Linked DNA regions of Mus musculus: region 2 is linked to region 1. A link is a contact called in public Hi-C data. All regions are on one chromosome and are shown on one strand. The core of a region is the stretch at or near the end of the contact, and the rest is flanking DNA. Distances in the headings are between cores, read along the strand shown. Region 1 has its middle 100 kb from the start of Gm23273. Region 2 has its middle 180 kb from the start of Gm38790.

Evidence for each region. A called contact is a pair of places that touch in the nucleus more often than the background predicts.
Region 2: a contact with region 1 is called in a Hi-C map of liver, with 6 times the contacts expected there. The contact joins two enhancer-like sites. A contact is called at or near these places in 3 of 484 Hi-C or Micro-C datasets (all in liver) and 1 of 115 datasets of contacts at active chromatin or transcription factors (liver).

The regions. Positions count from the first base shown.
Region 1 is chr6:35,872,665-35,876,518 of GRCm38.p6, forward strand. No RefSeq gene overlaps it. Among named protein-coding and RNA genes, the nearest start is that of Gm23273, 100 kb to the right of the region's middle. Within about 2 kb of position 2,152, at least 2 of the 459 cell types and tissues checked have an H3K27ac peak or open chromatin away from gene starts, as enhancers often do. A contact at or near this core is called in liver, where this site is marked.
Region 2 is chr6:36,176,184-36,179,985 of GRCm38.p6, forward strand. No RefSeq gene overlaps it. Among named protein-coding and RNA genes, the nearest start is that of Gm38790, 180 kb to the left of the region's middle. Within about 2 kb of position 1,903, at least 2 of the 459 cell types and tissues checked have an H3K27ac peak or open chromatin away from gene starts, as enhancers often do. A contact at or near this core is called in liver, where this site is marked.

The DNA.
Region 1 (3,854 bases), core at 902-3,401:
ATATTCTGTATCTTTTCAACATTTTATCTCACACAACTTGAACATGTGTCATTTCAGTATGAACAGAGATATCTCACTAAACAAGATTCCAGAGTATTCTCTGCTATGTATGGTCTTATGTTAGTTGTTCCTCAGGCTTTGCGGTTAGATTTTAATAGTTTGGGGTTGGTTTTAATCTTTTGTATTTTTAAGGGGGATATGTTCGCTTCTTTACAGTCACATTTTCTTTTTCAACAATAAGGATATTTATGGAAATATTCATTTCTATCTAGGCTTTTTCATCAAAAAGTGTACATAATGTACCTTAATTGGTAATCATTTCTAAACTACCTGGAATTCAGTTTTGATTAGCTTTTTTCTTTGAGTGAAAGGTTCCTGGCATATTCTGATAGAGCAGTGAACATGTCTGGCAGTGTTCCATATGGTATTATCCAGTATCATGACCCCAATCTTAGTGAGTATGAAAGTGCCTTGCTGGGTCCACACAATAAAAGATTCCCCCAGGACCACATTTCTGAATCCTGATTCTAAGCAACAATCACTGTAGTTTAAAATCTTTTTATTTAAAAATATTTCATTTATGCATCTAAGTGTTTTGCTTGCATATATGTCTATATACCATGTGCATGCTGGCACCTGTAGAGGCCAAAAGAGGGCGCTGGATCCCCTAGAACTAGAATTATAGGCAGGACTGAGCTGCCATGTAGCTGCTAGGATTCGAACCGAGATCCTCTGGAAGAACAGTCAGTGCTCTTAACTACTAAGTCATGTTTCCAGTCCCTAAATCAATTCTTAGACAGTAGCATTTTTATTATAGTCTGAAATTACTTGTTTCCTCCAAGGAGATAGTTGCTTTATTAATGTGTTAGCTATTAAACTGAATTTGGCTTCATATTTACCATATATTTTACATTATTAACAATATCAGTTTTTAAAAACAGAGAGAGAAAAGGCATAGCTGTGGAAGCAGAACTCTATGCAAGTCTCTTCTAGTAGTGCTTGAGAGAGTCCTTCACTCCCAGTCCTAACCCTGGCCCTGATATGGCCAGCTACCAGAATCACCCAGTTAGAGAGATTTAAGAACTGCATGTTGCCATCCAGTCAACAACAGCGACAATGAGTGCCTTAAGTCACACATTCAGTGCCATCATAATGGAATGTCACTCTGTTACTCATCACAAACCAGTAATTGATGTTTCCTGTCATAGCTGACAGATCCATAAATCCAATTTTTCATGTTGCATAACTTGAAGAAAGCTTTTTTTTTGTCCTTGATGATAGAAATTAACTTTGAACTGCAAGCCTTCCCCCCTCATCCTCTCTTCAGGTGGGAAATCCTTTATTCACAACTTAAGGTGATTTTTCTTACCTTTTAGCTTAAAGAGTGAAGCCATTTAATGCTGCATGGCCAACAATGATTTGTTAAAGAGATTAAACTGCACTTCCTAGAAAGATTAGTTCTATTATAATTAAGGGACCATTGTATAGCATAGAGTATTTTTGCCCACAGTGCCCTAAAACATGTAGCTATGAGCAAACGTTGGGTCTACCTCCAGAGACTGAAACAAGGAAGTAGTCCCACCCAGGAAATGTCACTCTACATCTCTCATGTATTTGTGTACTTAGTTATACCCAAGAGGGTGGAAGACAAAGTATCTTTGCCTTTTTAAAAAGACAGTGATTCAGGAGCTATCAGGGAAAATAACACTGTAATAATATGGATATTGTTCAATGAATCAGTAGTGTTATAACTACCAAGAAAGGGTCACTATAAGAACAGGGGTACAACAAAATAAGGAGTCACATGCTTTTAAGGTTTTTTTTTTCCACTTAATTCTCTTCAAATGATTTTGGGGTAAACGTACTTAGTGGGTTGGAAGTTATTAACTTCCTATTCTTGCGATTGATGATGGCTCCCACAGCAGAGCTGTCTGTTAATATTACCTAAGTGACTAGCTTCATTTACAAGTACCCTCTGAGCCCAGAATCATAACTGTGCCTTACAGCCATTCATGGGCCAATAAACTACTTGGCATGAGTGATACTTTAATACAAAAAAATTAATTAGACTTGTGGTTACTCGTGTCTCTCTTCTGGAGCAAGGACGTTCTTTGCCCCAAGAGGACTTTTATTGATGTGATTCTTACACAAGACCTCTAAACAAATATAAAACCTCTGTTCAGAACTAACCTAATGATCATGGCCTTGAGGGCCCGGGTTCTCCTGCTAATTCTCCCATCAGCTCTTCACGTGATATTGTGCTTATCATTTATCTTCTTTGGGCTTCAACTTCATTATCCTTAATCCAGAAGAGCGAGAGTAGAAAGGTCAGTTTCCGTATAACTCAAATATTTGGAAACTGGGACAAATATGATATCTACATTCCTCAGAAGCTTGCAGACAAAACACATAGTTACCTGGATTTTATGGAAAACGTATGCTCTTTCTTTCCTTTCAGGAATCACTAATTGTCATGAAAAGTTGCCTGGGATGGAAGTTTTCTCCTCAATGAGAAAAATATACTTGAATGACTACTGGTCAAATGGGAATTGATTTGTCATCGAATGTAAAGCATGATTATTTTCTTATGCACAGGCAGGGTAAAATCTTGTGTTTTACAGGAAGTATGGCCATGAAAACATATAAGAAAATAGAGTTTAAATATATTTAATTCTCTTGGGCTTTTTTGCATGTGTGTTTTGCCTGCATGTTTGTGTATCCTGTGCATTATAGGTACAGGACCCAGAAGGGAGCATAAGGTCCCCCTGAATTGGAGTTATGGATGGAAGGTTGTGAACTACCAGGTGAGTGCTGGGAGCAGAACTTGGGTTCTCTGCAAGCAACACATGCTTTCAAGCCATCGTTCCATCCACCCTAGAACCCTCTTCATCATGAAAAGATGAAAGTTCCCCACCCTCCCGAATGACATCTTATTCTGCTGTCTGGAAGTAGCTGCTCCTATTTTTAATTTTCAGGCTCAGCTGTCTTCATTCCGTCTTTGTTCACACTGACTTCTTCACAGCATAGGATGCCATTATCTAACTTTAGGTTTTCAAAAGGATTGGAATCTGTCTTCTCTGACGGCTTTTCTGCTCTCCATACCCCATACCAGCTTGTCTGTTTCCAGCTTCCTTGCTTGAATACTCTGAAAACTTTAATATTACAACAGCTGAACAATAGCTGCACAGGGTTTTGCGGTTTTGCTTTGGCTTTTTTTTTTTTCTTTTCTTTTTTGGTAAGGAACTTCATTAGTCAAGAATGTCTCTGTTGCCTCTTATTGAGCATTTATCTTCTTGTCTCCTCTAAGACTAGCTCCACTTTTTCTTTCTCAAGTCACCAGGGACAGTCAGCTCAATATTGGAAAATATTTTATAGCTCTTTGTTGTGCTGCTATCCAGGCCTGAGTCCTGGTGACAGCATTCTTTTCCAAAAGTGGAACTCACACTTCTTCCTGTTCACTTCAAATCTCTCTTTCCTGTCCTCGTACATAGACTCTACACTTTGGTGTCAGACCTCTCAAACTACATTTCACATCTAGTGTACTTTATACCAGATTTCTCGGGCCAGTCTGTTTCCTGTTTCTTTGGCATTCTTATTACTGACTTTTTAATCCCTTGCTTCCTATTTTCTAATACATATATTTGTAGTAGGGACAAGTGATGTATGAAGCTCAACTCCACTCCATGCTAATCTTCTTATGGAAAATTCTATGTCACTCACAGCTGGCACTGCAAGTATCTGGTTAGTTTTTATAGTCCTACATAGTCTGCATTTGGGTGTTATATTTTTCTTTTTCTTTTCTTTTCTTTCTTTTTTTTTTTTAACAAGTTCCTTAACAGTATAGTTCTGTATGC
Region 2 (3,802 bases), core at 653-3,152, 300 kb after region 1:
ATTCTCTAACCCCGTAACTCTTACATATTTTTCTAACAGGATTTTTTTTTTGAGGTTAGGGATGTTAGATGTGTTTGCATTCTAACCGAATATTGTATGATTCTATTGTTAGATCTATCTTCAAACCACCCCTCCAAATGATGTGCCCAAGGAACAGACATAGGCTTTTGAAAGCTCATTTATCTGCTATAATTTCCAAGAATTTTTCTATTTCTGCCTAACAGAAATTCATATAAAATGTTAATAACATATTATGGTACATTTTCTTATACTAATTATGAAACATCTGTTTGTAGACTATTCTTTATTTGATATTTTTGACAACATAATCATACTTTTGCATCACATTCTCTGAAAGATTTTGAAATGCGATTTTACATTTATTTCCATTTATTTTTTTTCCTTACTATGTATACTCATTTACTTCTGGATAAAGATTGAAATCACAGCACACTTCTGAAACAAATGTGTAAAAATCTATGACTTCTACCCTATCACAGAACATAGTATCTCTGGGATTAAAAATAAAGGATCAATTACTAGTTGTACAGTCTTAATCCTGATGCACAAACACTCATGGTTGGTCCCCTGATTTAACTCTTCATTGTGTGAAAACCTTTTGTGAAATCACCAGAAGTGGGTTTCAGGCAACAGGGCTTTGAGGAGCACACAACTGAAGCACACATTGGAGAAGGCAGCCTGGAGTGCAAAGTCAGCTTTCAAAAATAAATAAGTGAAGGGCAAAGACACCCAGAACACAGTGAGACTAGAACCTATGACCTATGCTTTCTTGTTTCATGGTTAAGAAGAGTAAAAATTTGTCCTAGTACATAATGAAATAGCTATGGTGTGCTGTGACCTCTTGTGTAAGCAGTAGCCATTTCCTTATACTCAGCACAGTTGTCAAGTGTTCCGTTGGAAATTATTTCGAACCATAATTTGCTATGAATGGAAAGTTCTTCAGCATTACCTCCCAATTCATGTGGATTATCATAGTTCTCTATCTACTTTCTGATTGACACCATGGTCAAAAAAACTTGGTGGGAAAAGGATTCTTTTCATCTTATACTTCCAAATAAAGATCTATCACTCAGGGAAGTTGGGGCAGGAACTTAAAACAGGAACCTGGAGGCAGGAACTGAAGCAGAGGCTATGGAGGAATGCTGTTTACTGGCTTGCTTCCCATGGTCTTCTCAGCCTGTTTTCTTATACAACCTAGGACCACCTGCCCAGGGTTAGAACTATATACAATGATCTGAGCCCTGCCATGCCAATTATTAATCAGGAAAATACCCTACAGACTTGCTTACAGTCCTAACTGATGGAAGGGTTTCTCAACTGATGTTTCTTTTTCAGTTTCTTTTTCAGATTGTGACAAAAACTAGTGAGAACACTGATTTAAAAGGAGGAGAAAAATAGGGTGATCCTAAGAAAGCCAGAGGAAAGCATTTGTTAAAGATATTTACATGAACCCCCAAAAGTGATTCTATTGTAGTAATGGCCAAAATCATTTCTAAGGTAAGCAATATGCTTCAACAATAGCATCCTGAAGGATGGTTGCTGCATAATTTTTCCTCCTCTATAGTATCCAGAAATATTTACTTTTCAGCCATCAGCCCTCTACACTTACTTCTTCCATATTAACAGTTTTTATTTTCTCTAGCTTATGGAATATGGTGAAGACCTGTATAGCTGATGACCTACCTTAGCCCAACAGATTTTCTTGCCCTATCAGTTAGGAAAACTGAAACCCCCATTGACAGAAACTCAGCACAAAAGCTGTATTTGGATTTCCATTGCTCTGCGTCTAGACATTAGCCTGTTCTCTACAGCAATGTAGTCTGGTAATGAACCCTTGTTCTGTGGACTTATACAACTGCCAGATTGATTTTTGTTTTAGGAGTATCAAGGTCAATGTCTAAGATGAAATCTGTTCTATTTGCTGCATCACTTTCCTAATGGAGTCCTTAGAACTAAAGAGTGCTTATAAAGTGTGTGTCATAGCAACTATCACATACTAAATACTCAGGGCTATAGGTTCTTTTTTTTTTTTTTTTTTTTTACATTTTTTATTAGAGATTTTCTTTATTTACATTTCAAATGCTATCCCTAAGGTTCCCTATACCCCCCCACCCTGCTCCCCTACCCACCCACTCCCACTTCTTGGCCCTGGCATTCCCCTATACTGGGGCATATAAAGTTTGCAATACCAAGGGGCCTCTCTTCCCAATGATGGCCGACTAGGCCATCTTCTGTTACATATGCAGCTAGAGACACGAGCTCCGGAGGTACTGCTTAGTTCATACTGTTGTTCCACCTATTGGGTTGCAGACCCCTTTAGCTCCTTGGGTACTTTCTCTAGCTCCTCCATTGGGGGCCCTGTGTTCCATCTTATAGATGACTGTGAGCATCCACTTCTATATTTGCCAGGCACTGGCATAGCCTCATACGAGACATCTATATCAGGGTCCCTTCAGCAAAATCTTGCTAGCATATGCAATAGTGTATGGGTTAAGTCATTAGATATGCACTCATTGATAAGTGGATATTAGCCCAGAAACTTAGAATACCCAAGATACACTTTGCAAAACACAAGAAAATCAAGAAGAAGGAAGACCAACGTGTGGATACTTCATTACTCCTTTGAATAGGGAACAAAATACCCGTGAAAGGAGTTACAGAGACAAAGTTTGGAGCTGAGATGAAGGGATGGACTATCCAGAGACTACCCCACCCAAGGATCCATCCCATATAGATTCTTACAATGATGAGAGAGATAGTATTAGAAATCCTATGAACCTCAAGTGGATATTGTCAATAACCTAAATTCACACTGAATCTTCTCTTCCTTCAATGGTATACTGGATTACATCTCACATGCCCCTCTTCCTACTAAAATATGCCTAGTTCTCATTGTGTGAGTTACTTTCCTTGTGGTTGAGACAAAGTACCTGACAGAAGCCACCTGAGGGAGGAGAAGTTTATTTTGGCCCATAGCTTAAGGAGTTTCAGTCCTCCATGGTGGGGAAGACATGGCAGATGGGTTCTATGCTTGAATTGATGTCTGTGAGTGTAGTGCTGACTTCTAAGCAGAGAACTTGGTCTTAAGCTTCCCAGCTGTAACACTACTCCCACACCCATCCCTGTATCTTCTGTCTGCCAGCTAAACCTCACGTCTAGAAGGTTTCACAAACTCCCCAGATAAAACCAGCAGCTGGATAGCAAATGTTTAAACACATAATCCTGTGAATGATATTTCACACTCAAATCATAGCGTGTGCCCAGAGAGTTTGAGGGCATCGGTAAACAAGCCAAACTTCGTAAGTTACTGTTCTAAAAAAGACGGGAAATCTTGGTAATTCCTATAAATCCATTCAACTTAAACCTTGGCAGTCAACGGGAGTATGAGCCAATATTATCATGGTCCATCTATTCCTGACAAAATTGTCAAGTCAATTCCACCTAAGTGTCACATACTTAGACTATCCCAATATTTTGCACTTTATAAAAACTTAAATCATATTCACTCATTTTATATAAAAGAGAGAAAGCACTTACAGTCTGTGATCATCCTGCTGTTGGCTAAGAGTTCTGGTGGTGATTGGGTAAAGCTCAGCGTGTAGTTTTATTTATGCCAGCACTTAGAAAGTGATTTAACCAGTGATGTGGGAGGTAGGCAAGGGGGTGGCATTACATTTCAACAAACACTTAGAAATCTCTGGAGCTGGAGGCTGGACAAATAGAATTTACCAAAAATGGAATAGTTGTGTGCGTTTTTGATGGAGAGTCCAGCAATGATACA